Linked DNA regions of Mus musculus: region 1 is linked to region 2. Evidence: chromatin contacts called from public Hi-C data. All regions are on one chromosome and are shown on one strand. Each heading gives the region's core, a stretch centred on a gene start, on an enhancer-like site or on the middle of the called end of the contact. The rest is flanking DNA. Distances are from core to core; before and after follow the strand shown. Region 1 overlaps LOC115488208 (a long non-coding RNA gene). Region 2 has its middle 24 kb from the start of Gm52069.

What was found. Hi-C and Micro-C count contacts between places; a contact is called where the count stands out from the background.
Region 1: a contact with region 2 is called in a Hi-C map of cerebral cortex, with 6 times the contacts expected there. The contact joins two enhancer-like sites. A contact is called at or near these places in 3 of 15 datasets of contacts at CTCF or cohesin (CD8 T cells, the NIH/3T3 cell line and large pre-B cells), 45 of 484 Hi-C or Micro-C datasets (CD4 T cells, CD8 T cells, the HPC-7 cell line and 23 more) and 10 of 115 datasets of contacts at active chromatin or transcription factors (VIP interneurons, astrocytes, embryonic stem cells and 2 more).

What each region holds. Positions count from the first base shown.
Region 1 is chr13:54,322,313-54,325,719 of GRCm38.p6, reverse strand. All of the region lies in intron 2 of LOC115488208 (a long non-coding RNA gene), which reads left to right. It also overlaps a transcript of Cplx2 not described here. Among named protein-coding and RNA genes, the nearest start is that of Gm52068, 10 kb to the left of the region's middle. Within about 2 kb of position 1,324, at least 77 of the 459 cell types and tissues checked have an H3K27ac peak or open chromatin away from gene starts, as enhancers often do. A contact at or near this core is called in VIP interneurons and cerebral cortex, where this site is marked.
Region 2 is chr13:54,112,989-54,116,142 of GRCm38.p6, reverse strand. No RefSeq gene overlaps it. Among named protein-coding and RNA genes, the nearest start is that of Gm52069, 24 kb to the right of the region's middle. Within about 2 kb of position 1,577, at least 19 of the 459 cell types and tissues checked have an H3K27ac peak or open chromatin away from gene starts, as enhancers often do. A contact at or near this core is called in VIP interneurons and cerebral cortex, where this site is marked.

The DNA of each region.
Region 1 (3,407 bases), core at 75-2,574, 210 kb before region 2:
TGCCCCCATCAGGACCATATCCCTATCAGGATCGTATCCCCATCAGGACCATGTCCCCATCAGGACCATATCCCCATAAGGACCATGCCCCCATAAGGGTCATATCCCCATAAGGGTCATATCCCCATCAGGACCATATCCCCATCAGAACCATGTCCCTATCAGGACCATATCCCCATCAGGATCGTATCCCCACCAGGACCATATCCCCATAAGGACCGTATCCCCATAAGGGCCATATTCCCATAAGGACCATGCCCCCATCAGGACCATGTCCCCATCTCTAGGTCCCTCTTCACCTAGTATGACTCATCCATCTCTAGGTCCCTCTACAACCTGCTTGTGTGGCAGCGGTTGACTACCTTGTAGTTCAAGTTCAGCAAACTCCAAACAGCCCTTATCGGCTTTCTCCTGAAGCATTGCTCCTGCATTTGTCCTGGCTCTGTCTTTTCTCTTCCTGTCACTCAGGAAGCCATCGGCTATACATCCATTCACTACTGAGGCACTCAGCCATCCATCATCCTTACTACCGTTCCTTTATCCACCTTTGTATCCATCCATCTAACCATCTTCCATCTGTCCGTCTATCCACTCACTATTTACTAAGAGTCTAGCATTTGTCAATATTGAGAGCACAGTGACAGACAACAGATGCTAGATCTGTCCCTCTCTATTCTTAAAACCCTGTGAAGACAGCATGCAGGTGAGTAGACTATTGGACTAAGCAGGAGAGTGTGGGAGAGGGTGAAGCACTGCAGAGGCAGAGGAGAGGCACCCTGGCACTCGGGAACCTTGGTGGATAGTGAACACTTGTTTTGAGACAGGGTTTCTATGGGTAGCCCTGGCTGTCCTGGAACTTACTCTGTAGACCAGGCTGGCTTTGAACTCACAGATCCATCTGCCTGCCTTTGCCTCCTGAGTGCTGGGATTTAAGGTGTGCGCTACCAACAGCCCTGCTTGAGTGCCTGTTTGAGGTGATGATACCCAAGCAGACCCCTGATTGCGAAGGAGGGAACCCAATTCTCTCCTCAGGGTCCCTTGGCTCTACTTCCTGTGACTTTCCCTTCCTTCTCTTCTTCTACCTGGTCTTATTTGGCCTGGGTTGGAAGATCACATTATCACCAGCCTTGGGGGACAGAGTGTGACCAGGACCTGGCTGTGGGAATGGGGTTAGGGCTTAGTCTGCTGGCGTTCAATCCAGAATACCACTGGCCCTGTGGGAAGCAGGCTGCCCATTTCCACTCAGGTTCCTGGCTGGTACAAAGGGGGTTTAGACAGCTGGCCAAAGAGTGAGGAGCACAAGTAGAGACCAGATGGAGACAGGAGGGCAGACCCGTGTGTTCCCAGCAATGGCAGACTGCCTTCCCTTTAAGCCTTTTGTAGTTGTGCTCTGTCTGTCATTTGCAGTCAAAGGAGCTCTCATTAACAGCAAAGATCCTCAGCAACAGCAGGACACATTTCCACATCCTTTGTCTTATTTGATTTCACAACAGCCCCAGGAGGCTGTTTATAGGTGCTGAGACACAGGCTTAGACAGTCCAGTCAGCAGATCTAGACTGGGGGGTCTTTAAATCCTATTCCTTACAGCCCCTGATGGTGAATACTGAGAGGAAGCAGAAAGGATGTCAGACAAAGACTTAGGTTTGAGAGGAAAGGATGGGTCAAAGGGAACCAAAGACAGCTCGGAAGGAAGCCCTGGTCTTTGAAAGAACTTCTGTGGGTGGAAGCGAGCCGAGTTTATAAGGGAGTGAGTCAGAAGCAGAGAACTATAGACAGGGAGGGGAGGTAACAACATTGAGGTTCGCTACATTCTAGCCAAATGAGTTGAGGACCGAGCAACTGGTGTCCCAGAGGGGGCCCTACTCTCCACAGCCAGCCTGTATTTTATTGCTTGACCATATTTCAAGATCTGACCTTCTCCAGCAAGCATCCCCTGAGTCCAGTCTCCTTCCTGGAGACTCCCCAGTCCTCCTCCTGGGTCCCCTTTGTCACGCTGGTCACATTGGTCCCTTTGGTTCACCTAGTATGACTCATCTGCCCCTGAGGAAGTCTACGCCTTGCTTGGCTCTGATTAGACCCAAGCTCCTAACCCCATGTCTGGCACCCAGGCGGGGCTGAAGGTATATTTTTAAAAAACGGTTTATTTGAAGGAAATGAATTCCAGATAAGGCATAAAGTCAGGATATGAGTCTGACAGAGGACAGAGTAGGGAAAAGCAATCAACACAGACAGAGACCAAGCCAGCGAGGAATATAGACAGGGGAGGTGGAGGTCTGAGGAGAGACCTAGAGTGCGGCTGAGGGGGTAGCTCAGAGCCCATTGGACTTGTACGGCTCGTCTGGCCTTGGTTCTTGGAAAGTTCTTCATCCTATTTTGTGGGAGTACCATCTGGAAAAGATCCAGTTTGCCTAGAATCTTGTAGAACCGGGAAGAATAATCCTAAAGGATGGGTGTGGAGAAGTCAGTGTAACAAGAGTTCTTGCAGTTCCTATTCCTGCCGCTGGGGGCATGAGATGCAAGACAGGTAAAAGGATGACGCAACCACCAAAGGTGGGAAAGGGCCCCAGCCCAGAGCAGCCTGATCTCTTGGCACCGCTGCATCCTGGGCCTTTCCCAGAGAGTCTGTGGTGTGTGTGACCCTATCTTTCAGTAACTGCGTTTGGATTCTAACTCGGGAAAGGACCCACCTTCACAGGCTGCTGGTCTGCAAATTCTCCCCCTCTGCTCTGGAACCAGATGGCTGACCGACAATCCCTGTCTACCGCAGCTTTTGTCTTTATCCTCTATGGTCCTGAGTACCGTCCAAAGTAATCCTATTTATTCTGTCCATCTGCTTGTTTATTGTCTGTCTCTCCCACTGTGAGAGACTCAATGGCAGGGACTCTGTGGGTCTTTCAGTGTCTAGCCCGGCACCTGGAGATGCTCACAGAATGGCTAGGCAAATTAGTGAATGGGAGGACGGGTGGATGGGTGGGGCGGGGATTGGATGTGCTTGGAGGTGGAGTTGATGAAGCATTTCACCGAGTAGGGCTCCAAAAATAAAGGCATCCGAGCTGTGAGACGAGAACCCTTGAGAAGAGAAAAGGCCCTTCCTTCTAGGGCTAATTGCTTGCTCTGAGCTGAAGTACAGCAGCTGCTGGGAGACCAGACACAGGGAGGTCCCTAGGGAGGAATGCAAACCCAACCCCCGGGACACCTGCTCTCTGGCAGAGAGGAAACCCGCTAGGGGCTGGCTGTCGGCTGTAAAGGCAAAGGCATTCTAATGTCACTACTTAGAGATGAGGGAGCCCCAGCACTGGATTGGGCAGGATGAGGGGCACCGGTCCTAGAACTTGTGGAGGAACATGAGCGACTGTGTGCCAAGAATCCCCAGGGGGTACTGCTGGACACTTCTTTCGTTTTGTTTG
Region 2 (3,154 bases), core at 328-2,827:
TGCGAGGTGGCCATTTCTAAAGTCATTCACAGGGCTCATGAGGGATGAAATGAAGTGTTCTCTAGGGAGGAATAAGCTGAATTTCTGCACAATGGGGCTCATTGATGGGCGAGAACTACATGAGAGAGAACACATGTTAGTAAGCTCTGCACTGTGCTGGACAGAGTGCAACTGTGTGGGCCTTAATCTGCTTCCTAGCATTGCCAGAACCACGGAACGATTTCTGGTACGTTCCTGTTACTAGAAGTTCTCAGCCAGAGATGCATCTTAAAATAGGCTCCCAGTGCTTAAAAATTCCAGTCCCCAGCCTAAGCTCTCACTGAGAGAGGTTTGGAAGGGACCGGAGGACAAGACCCCTTTAATGGACACGACCCCTTTAATTCCCTCTCAAATGAACTTGGAATGAAACTTGGGATTAAAAATGCGTGCTGTCTACATACTCAAACAGCGAGTGCTCTAATGCTCAGTCAACTTTCAGTGATGTCCCATTGCTGTCAGTCTCTGTCCTTGTCCCTCCAGATCACACCTCCCCAACCTCTGGCTCTGTTCTCAGATGGATGGAATTGGACCTGCCTCCTCCAGATTTTGCTGGGAGACTCTAAGCACGTGGAGATTCCTTTGTTTCTCACGCTAAGTTCACAGCACACTGCCTTTTCCTCTGTAGCAACCCTACTTCACGTAGGGGCTTCATTTCCCTCTCCCTCCTCCTCTTCCTCCTCATCACCTCCTTCTCCTCCTCTTCTCCATCCTCCTCTCTGTCCTCCTCCTCCTCCACCTCTCCTTCCTCCTCCCCTTCTCCTCTTCATCCTTCTCCCCTTCTCTTCTCCATCTTTCTCCTCCTCCACTCTATCCTCCTCCCTCCACCTCTCTGTCCTCCTCTCTGCCCTCCTCCTCCTCCTTCTCCTTTCCCTCCTCCTCCATTACGACCACTACCAGCTCCCACCACCAGCACCACCACCACCTTCTTTGATGTCTCCTGGCCTGTTCCACTTTCTCTGTCCTCACCCCCACAGTCCCCTTAAAGCTTCTCACCCTTCCTCACCCCACATGGCTCCTCTCTGAAAGTGGATTCCCAGCCCTTCCTTCCTCATCTGAAATTGTTATTCAGAGTCCGTACCACGGGGTTGGGCCCGTTCTTATTTCAATAGAACCGGTATTTTCCTCTCTATTTTTAGTTTTAAAAGGCTGTTCTCTCATATTACCATCTTTGTCAGAGCCACTGCTTCTGTAGTCAGCATTTTCATTATCAGAGTAGCGCACAGTCTACTAGAAAAAGGGATGAGAACAGAGCCTGGCTGGTGACTGCTGTCAGCCCTGTTGGATCTACGCTCCTGGCCCTGAAGGCAGCAGGATGGCTTTCCGGGACCACCCAAACGAAGCTCCTGGAAGCAGCGTGGGAGCTTTTCCATTTAGATGTTATTATAGAGGAAAAGGCCAAGGGATTGGGGGACACAAACAGGCCACTGGCCCAGGGTTCCCTGGGAATATTAATGTTCAGACTGCTCAGTGGAACAGATTGGCCCATATTAAAGATGAGGAGATAGGCTCTGAGAAGAGGCTCACCGAAGCAGTGGCAGCGCCAGGCTGTGAAGGAAGCCCAGGGTTGAGGCTGAAGCCGTGCCGTCTCAGGTGCTCAGAGCTCCCAGGACCGGGATTCGTGGGCTTTTTCCTAAGCTGCTGCATGCTGCTCTGATCTCTAGGTCTTGGCATAGTTTCCCTTCCTGGTGATCTCCGCGCCCATTGGGGATGGCTCAAAAGGCTTGCTGGGGGCACTCCCACTCTGTCCCCTTTCACAAAAAGTTCAATGCTCATTCTCTGAGCTCCTGGAATACCATCAGCTCTGGTGGCACAGAGGTCAAGGGCAGAGCCCTGCCCACCTTAGTCTGGGGTGTGACCATGCCTTTCTCTTACTTTCGCTGAAGACCCCCTTTTACAATGTACCCCAAAGAAATGCACATGGGGAGGATTCCATCCTGCCCACGGACTCCAACAACAGCAATAGCTACTGCTGGGGGAATTGTGTCTTTCTTCCAAGCCTTTAGGACCACCTGCTTAAGCTTGGGACTAGCCTGCAGCCTCTTGCCACCAGCAGGCAGCTCCTGGAAGCATCTAGCATCAGCCTTGAGATCTTGCAGGCAATGCTGCTCTCTGGTGTCACTTCACAGTACTGCCGTTCCTCTCTGGTCCGGAGCTGGGATTGCAAACCCTGGCGCAGGCCTGACAAGGAGATGTGAGATAGGAGTCTCTCATTGGCCTGAGGCTAGGCCAGGCTGCCTGCCAGTGAGCCCCAAGAGATCTGCTGGTCTGTGTCTCTCCAGTTCTGGGTTACAAGTGATCACCGGTTGTTGCACCCAGCTTTTTTATGCAGACACTGGGGATTGAACTTAGGTCTTCATTACTTTAGGACACTTTATCTCTTCAACCTCAGATTTACAGAGGTCTCTGCTTCCTGAGTGCTAAGAACAAAAGTAAGTACTATTGTGCTCTACTGTAGAATTATTTTTCAATAGCAATGAACATGTCCTGAGTTCGAGAAACAGAAAAGAGGGGAAAAAGTAAACCTCAGGCCAGCGTCGGTCTTAGTGCCCAGTGGCAGCCTTTCTTCTCTGCTTAGTGCACACTGTGACAGTCAACTGAAATGTACCAATATGTCTATTTTGCAAGACTTTAAAAAATACTAAAGGACTTGCGTTCTAATGTCTTTGATTACTCCTATAACAGTGCATGCCTATTATCTTTTGCTAGGAAATATCTCGCCATCCTCTGGGAACGTCCTCCAACCTCTCTGCCACCCCAGTCCCTTACCTGCTTCCCCAACATACTCAGTTCACACGGCTCGCATGGGAGAAGCCAGAGAGCATATTTCCATGGGATTGATTTGTAGAACTAAAGTGGTTAACAAGGAGGCATGAAAGTTTTATAAAATGTCATCAGATACTGTCAGACTTGTACTCTGCAATTGGGCATTCTCACTTTCTAGTTGGGCCGCAGACAAAACGCCGTGAAACTCCAGGTCAGAGTATTGAGCGTGCACCATGCCATGTTATGCTATGCTATGTTAACCCTCATTACCACGCAGGGAAGGAAGCCAGGCTACATGCTATGTGAATCCTCGTTACCACCCAGGGAAGGAAGTGCTGTCTTCACATTACAG